Linked DNA regions of Gossypium hirsutum: region 2 is linked to region 1. The links are chromatin contacts, called in public Hi-C maps. All regions are on one chromosome and are shown on one strand. The core of a region is the stretch at or near the end of the contact, and the rest is flanking DNA. Distances in the headings are between cores, read along the strand shown. Region 1 holds the start of LOC107950617 (probable inactive ATP-dependent zinc metalloprotease FTSHI 2, chloroplastic). Region 2 holds the start of LOC107949514 (cellular nucleic acid-binding protein).

Evidence for each region. Hi-C and Micro-C count contacts between places; a contact is called where the count stands out from the background.
Region 2: a contact with region 1 is called in a Hi-C map of hypocotyl, with 3 times the contacts expected there. The contact joins the promoter of LOC107949514 here to the promoter of LOC107950617 in region 1. A contact is called at or near these places in 5 of 34 Hi-C or Micro-C datasets (callus, hypocotyl and leaf).

Annotation. Positions count from the first base shown.
Region 1 is chrD03:12,380,335-12,383,982 of Gossypium_hirsutum_v2.1, reverse strand. LOC107950617 (probable inactive ATP-dependent zinc metalloprotease FTSHI 2, chloroplastic) reads left to right here and starts at 1,253. Exons shown (of 11, transcript XM_016885497.2): 1 at 1,253-2,846. The coding sequence starts at 1,514.
Region 2 is chrD03:12,614,947-12,618,421 of Gossypium_hirsutum_v2.1, reverse strand. LOC107949514 (cellular nucleic acid-binding protein) reads right to left here and starts at 2,005. Exons shown (of 5, transcript XM_016884177.2): 1 at 1,583-2,005; 2 at 1,318-1,487; 3 at 1,161-1,228; 4 at 770-864. The coding sequence starts at 1,432.

The sequences.
Region 1 (3,648 bases), core at 4-2,503:
GTTCAACAACTTCTATCAGTAAACAATTGGTCCTTCTCTCACTCTTGGCAAGACACTTATCAACCCTCTCGTCAACCACCATACACGACGCATCACCATATTCAACTCACCTTTATTAGCCTCTAGCACCATTGACACTCTTCTCTATTTACTCTTTGACTTCCTCTACTTCTTTCTCTCTTCTTTTCTTTCTTTTTTTTTTCAAAACCTTTGGTTGTTGTCCAATGTTGTACCACAACCACCAATCCTTGCTACTTCTCCAATAGTTGCACTGCTATTTAAGTTGTCTTTTTTATCCACTATTGTTTCGGCCTCCTTTTGCTCATTTGGTCAACAATTAACTTTTTTCTATTGAGATCACTAAGAGTTGAACGCGAACCACTTGAACCAAACTAAGCCAAGCCAAGCCAATATGAGTTCTTTTTTTTTCGATTCACTTTTTTTCTTAAATCTTTTGATTCGTTTCTTCTTTTGCATATGGTGCTAAATTTTCCTCTCTAAAGTAAAGATATTAATAGTTGCTGGTTTATTGGTTGTTTTTATGACTATCAAGTATTAAGGGTGTTGTGTATGTTAGGATTTTAAAGTATTTTGGGGTTGCTTTTGGGTCAGGGTTAAAAGAGAGGTGATTGAGACTTGGTGTATGGTGGGTCTCGAGTAGGTGGTTGGTGGGAGTGGTGCATAAGAGTTGAGGGGAAAATGGTTATGGTGATAGCATCGTGCAAAGGGGTAAGATGGTGAGTTTGCGAGGTTTGTGATTGTTTAACTAGTTTTGGGCTGAAGGAAAAATGGTTTGATGATGGAAGCTTTAGTATTTGTTGGGTTTGAGAGAAGAGGAAATTAATATGGTGAGGGTGAGTTGAAGATGGTGATGTATCACGTATGGTGGTTGACAAGAGGGTTAGAGGGTGTATATTGTTGAGAGTGAGAAAGAATCCAATTGTTTCTTGATAGAATTTGTTGTAGTTTTTCATTTAGGATCAAATTGATAAAATGTGTAAACATTAGAAGGGCTAAATTTGTTATTAGACTAATAAAAAAAAAGCTCACATTAGCTTTCCAGCCCTCAACTAACAACAACTAAAAGGAGAGTAACTAAAATATTTAATTTCAAAAAGTTGAGTGACTAAATCGAAAAATTAATAGTTGGGTGACCAAAATAAAATGAAGTGCATAGTTAGGTGATTATTCTTGTACTTTACCCAAAAGATTAATGCAGGTTTGTTAAAGATGTTAACCGGCGTCGTTTAACACTAAGGTTGAATATTCTTGTTGGTCGGAGACGCAGTTTTTTATCCGAGAGAGGTTATGAAGAGAAGGAAGAAAAGAGTAAAATGCTTTGTCTTAGGCTTCGTATTCGACTAAATCGAATGTTCAATAACCTTAACTACAATGTCTCAGTTTCGTTTCACTACGTAAGTCTATCTCTTTCGATCTCTTAACATAGTGAAATTCTTTTCTGTTCATTTTCACTCATAATTCTCTTCACTTTTTTTTTCTTCATTATTTTTTCATGGCTTATCATTTCTCTTTTGGTTCTTCATTGTACCCAAAGCTTCCATCTTTAAAACCCAAACTTCAAAACCCATTTTTCTTCAGCTCTTACCCTTCAATTTCTTGTCAAATTTATAGCTCTAAGAGCAATAGTTCCGATGATGATGATAAAGCCAAGAAAACCCATTTCAATTTTGTTGCTTTACCCATTACTCTTACTATAATCTCTACTTCATTTCCACAACAAAGTTCTCTTGCTGCAGTTAAAGTATCTGATAGGAAAAAAACTCAGAAAAAAACCCAAGAAGCTTTGACCCCTGAGCAGATAAAACAATGGTCGAAAAATCTCCCTATTGTAACCAACCGGATTCCATATACTGAAATTCTCAGTTTGAAACATGAGGGAAAGCTTAAACATTTAATTAAGCCGCCTAGTGCTAGTTTGAAGCAAAGGGCAGAGCCAGTTTTAGTAGTTTTAGAAGATTCTAGGGTGTTAAGAACTGTTTTGCCTTCAATAGATAGTGATAGGAAGTTTTGGGATTCATGGGATGAGTTAAAGATTGAATCTTTCTGTGTTAATGCATATACACCTCCAATTAAGAGGCCTGAGGTGCCTTCTCCTTATTTGGGATTTTTATGGAGGGTGCCTGCATTTATGTTGTCGTGGTTTAAGCCGAAGAAGGAGTCCAAAAGGGCGCTGGAAATTAGGAGACAAAGAGAGGAGTTTAAGAGGCAAAAAAAGGAGGAGTTGGCGAGAATGAGGGAAGAGAGAGAGATGATTGAAAAGATGATGAAGGCGCAGAAGAAGGAGGATGAGAGGAGAAAGAAGCGAGAGATTAGGAAGAGGAAGTATGAGGAGTCATTGCGTGATGCTAGAAGGAATTATCAAAGTATGGCAAATATGTGGGCCAGTTTAGCTCAGGATTCAAATGTTGCAACTGCGCTTGGATTGGTGTTCTTTGTGATATTTTATAGGACAGTGGTGCTTAGTTACAGAAAGCAGAAGAAGGATTACGAGGATAGGTTGAAGATTGAGAAGGCAGAGGCAGAAGAGAGAAAAAAGATGAGGGAGTTGGAGAGGGAAATGGAAGGAATTGAGGGGGAGGATGATGAGGCTGAGCAAGGGGGAGGTGAGCAGAATCCTTATTTGAAAATGGCTATGCAATTCATGAAGTCAGGAGCACGTGTGCGGAGGGCACAAAATAAGAGACTGCCACAGTATTTGGAGAGAGGAGTGGATGTCAAGTTCTCAGACGTTGCAGGTCTTGGCAAAATCCGGCTTGAGCTTGAGGAAATAGTTAAGTTTTTCACACATGGGGAGATGTACCGAAGAAGAGGAGTAAGAATACCAGGTCAAAAATTCTAAACCTGAATAAATTTATTTTAAAATTCGATATTCTGCAATGAAGTTATACTCGAAACCTACATGCAAGCAAGTTGTTATGTCTTGTTTACCTTAGTCTTTGGCATGACAACTGACAAGTTAACAACCTGGATACAAGAGCTTATAATTGGATGAATCAGCTTTTTCCTTTTTCTTTTTTACTTTGAGATCACTACCCAAACTCTAAATTTGTAAGAACGTAACACTTAAAGTGGCTAAACGAAAATTGCAGTAAATCCATGGATCATGTGTAGTAAACTTAACTCTAAATAAATATGATAACGCAAAGTTCAAAGAATTATAGCATTTTATCATATGATATAATGATATGTTTATTCAGTTCTATAAGGCAACTATTAAGTGGTTATTGATCCGGATTGCTGAATATCTGATGAGCCTTTCTGTTTCATTATACTTACGACATTCGTGTTTGCAAGAGGTATTTGTGCCTTTCTTTTTTCCTTTTTCAGTCACTGAGCGGAACTCTCATCCTTGATCCCTTTATGACACTGATAGATAGTTGTTTTCCACAAATTTTGGCTGGTCTTCTCATTTTAAACTGAAGTTGGTCAACATTCAAAAGTGATGTGACATTTTCCTGATTTATGTTTCTTATCTGATCTTAGATGATAAATTTGGTCTATTTGTTATCTTGATATACATACATATGTATTCTCAAAAGGGAAATCCAGAAACTACTTATAACTGTTTTTTTTTTTTCGGTAACACATCATTGTAAGCTGATCCTCCGTTTTAAGATAATACAGATC
Region 2 (3,475 bases), core at 756-3,255, 230 kb before region 1:
CGAGATGTGTTTGCTTTCTAACGACCAAGTATTCTAGCAGCATAGAAGTATTGAACTTGGGGACCGTGCCGTTGTTACCTTCAGCAGCAAAATGGAGAGACCCTTAACAATATATGGTATGACAATCTAAAAACTTTGAACTAGTTCCCTAACAGTCAACCAGAAACAGTTGCAGAGAGCATATTGAAACGGTAGTTCGAGTAGTGCAATACCCTTGATCCTTGCATTCCATGTCTCTATTCCTTAACCTTCTAGCTGGCTATGGCCATGTTGCTCCCACTCTTGATTTTTCTTGAAATACTCATGTCTAACACTAGTAGCCGACACATATCCAAGCGAAGGTACAAGAATATGACCCTCCAAGAACCCTTCAATACATAGAAAAACTTTAAAAAATTGAACATAACAGTGTTATAAACATACATCAGACCCTCACCCTAGTCCAAGGAACATAATCGTGATATACTTCTTTTCCTATGACAAGATATACAAAAGGCATCGACAGGTTTATTTAGCATTATTTTCAATAGCTTTTGTTAGTATTTAACTAAAGAATTCTCCCTTCTACATAATTGACTGATAGAAACAAAAACTCTAAAGCATGCTAGCACTACTTATTGTGAATTATTTGTTTACAAAATTCATAAAAAGCACAACACAAACAGGTTACTATCTCACACAAAAAACACCAACTTGAACCCCAACTAACATAAATACGTCCAAGTTATCCCAAAGACAATCAAATCGAACAACTCTTTTGGGGTTATACCTCTGCCGATGAGCCTTTGGAAGCTCAGCGATTTCCCTTCTTCTTTCTCTAGCTGCATGCCTCTTGATTTCTTCGACGCTTTTTCCAGCTAAAAACTAAACCTCAAATTTAAAAATCACACAAATTGAAACAGAATATCAATTTCAAAAATAAAAAATTAAAAGATTTCCCAAACAACCGGGGAAAATAGAATGAAGAAAAAATCATGCTTTTTTAACTGTAGAGAGTGTAAAGCAGGTATAAAGAATAGAAATTTCTTGTTGTATACTAAAAATCTAAATCACCCATCAAAGAAGATGACAATATCTAACGATTCGATGGGAATTTGAGACATGGGATGAAAGACAAGGGACGCAAAAGGATGGAGCAAAGAAAGGGGTAGGAAGGTTACCCTGCGGTGAGGCCATCTGTCGAGACCATTTTCACGGCAGATTTTCTTGAGATTAGAGGTGCAAATGCCTGAGGGATGAAGATTGAATATAGAAATCATAAATTAAAAAACACCAAAGTAACTGAATTGTCCAATAAAATGCTTAGAAATAAAATACCAAGAGTGGAAGCGGCGTCGTCAAGGGGAAGAGAGAAGAAGTCAGCAATGTCATCAAAAGAGAGAGATTGAGCAGATGCTGCGGAGTTGGAGTTATGGTGATGTTTTAAGCTCATTTTTCCTTTCTATTTCCACTGCTCTCGCCCTCCCTTTGGCTTTCAATGTTGTCATCTTCTTTGACAAAATGGAGAAAAGAAAAAAGTGTGAGAAGAAAAGAAACGTACGAGAATAAAAGAAGCAGAAATCGATGGAAGGGAAAAAATTACCTTACGAAACGTCGGAGAGGATGAGGGCAGAAAACAGAAAAGATGGTAACGAATTGGGGGAATCCCTAATCCACGCTTAAACATCAGAATGGCTATTACAGCCAACATCAGTAATAAATGCAAAACGGAATCGGGGTGTAATAGCATTACACCCAACCAAACATCCGTTTGGTAGTGGGCTCGGAGAATTGGAGAATGCATACCGATTCCCCCCAACCAAATATACCGTAAGTTGAATGTCCCAGCAGACTCTATTGATTTCCATGGCCAAGCTATGATTTTACCTCCCTTTCACCCCGTGTTTACTGTCCTGACAGACTACCTCATGTTTATTGTGCCGGTGGACTACACAAGGATGCCATAGCGTCTTTCAGCTATGGTATTAGCCCTAATTATCATTTTGGCATGCTTTCATATGATTCCATAACGTCTTTCATCAATGGTCTTACTCTTGTTTATCATTGAGCCAACACATGATGTCATACAAATTTTTAGGTATGGTCTTACTCATTTTAGGTGTATAGCCTTCGATCGGATCCATGACCTGGCCATGATATTTTTATTTACTTTTTCCATTGCATTCCATCCATTCCTCCATTTCATCATCCCTAACATTTATGCTCGAACACCATAATATCCCTTCAACATGGCCCGGAGCTTCGCACATCATGGTTTGCACTCAACAATATTGTATGGCGGTATCTAACAGAAACACCCTTACTCCCAATCCTAATTCTGTCTAACCTATTCATGATTTTCCCATAGTGCCCCACTGTTATCATCATGCAATGCACACAATTTACTTACATACTAACATAGAGTATGATATCACTTTAAGCTTGTAACATATATTTAACTAATTTGGTATATACCCATACATTAATAAAATTTCATAAAGGCTTATCACTCACAACACTTATCACTAAGAATGGAGTACAGATACTCTACAACAGCCCGTTTTCAGTGAAATCAGAACAGTAGTTTTGGGACCACAAATTTGATATTAAAATAATTATTTTATTATTATTTTATTTTCTACAGCATGATAGTCGTACCGTATAAAAATTTTATTAAGAAATTTTACCGCTTACATGCTTAATTTGATAAAAAGGACTAAATCGCGTAAAGTGCAAAAGTTCAGTTTTAGTAGCTAAAAGTATTAAATGACTATAGAACTTTAAATTTTGAGTCCTTATATGGTAATTAGACCATAAATGGTGTTATTGGATGAATATGGTTTGGCGTTATGGAAATTTTGATTAATTCTTAAGGTTATTTTGGTAATTATTAAATAACGTTATAATTAAATAAAACAAAAGACAAAGCTATCATCTTTTCTTCTTGATCTTCAACTGAATCTTAGGGTTTGGGAAGCCATTATTGAGCTTTTAATTTTGGCAACTTCTCATTGCTTGATTGTAAGTGATTTTTGTCCCGTTTTTAATGATTTCTATGTTTTTGGGATCATTGTAGCTTAATCTAGCTAGCCTGACGACTAATTTGTAAAAATGCTAAAGGATTAGAGTTTTCCATGAATGAATATATTTTTTTTTATGTTTGATGGAATAAAATGGATAGTTGTTTTTATATAAACAACTTTTGTTAAGAAGTTTTTTTATGAAATTGTCAAATAGGGATTAAATTGAAAAACAAAAAATTTTACATGGAAAAATTGTGACATAAATGAAATATAGGGCTTTCTAGGGACCTCAAACGTTTAAGAATGGGTCTCACAATCTTCAGGATAAAGGCAACAAACTCAAGGTGAAGGTAATCGATCATGATTTTGTTGCTGAAGCTATAACAACATTCATTGACAGGATCAGTTTAGAAGGCTTGATTGCGGAGGAAAATAACTTTCAAGGGGTACCTCCGGGTTCTAATGAAACGACT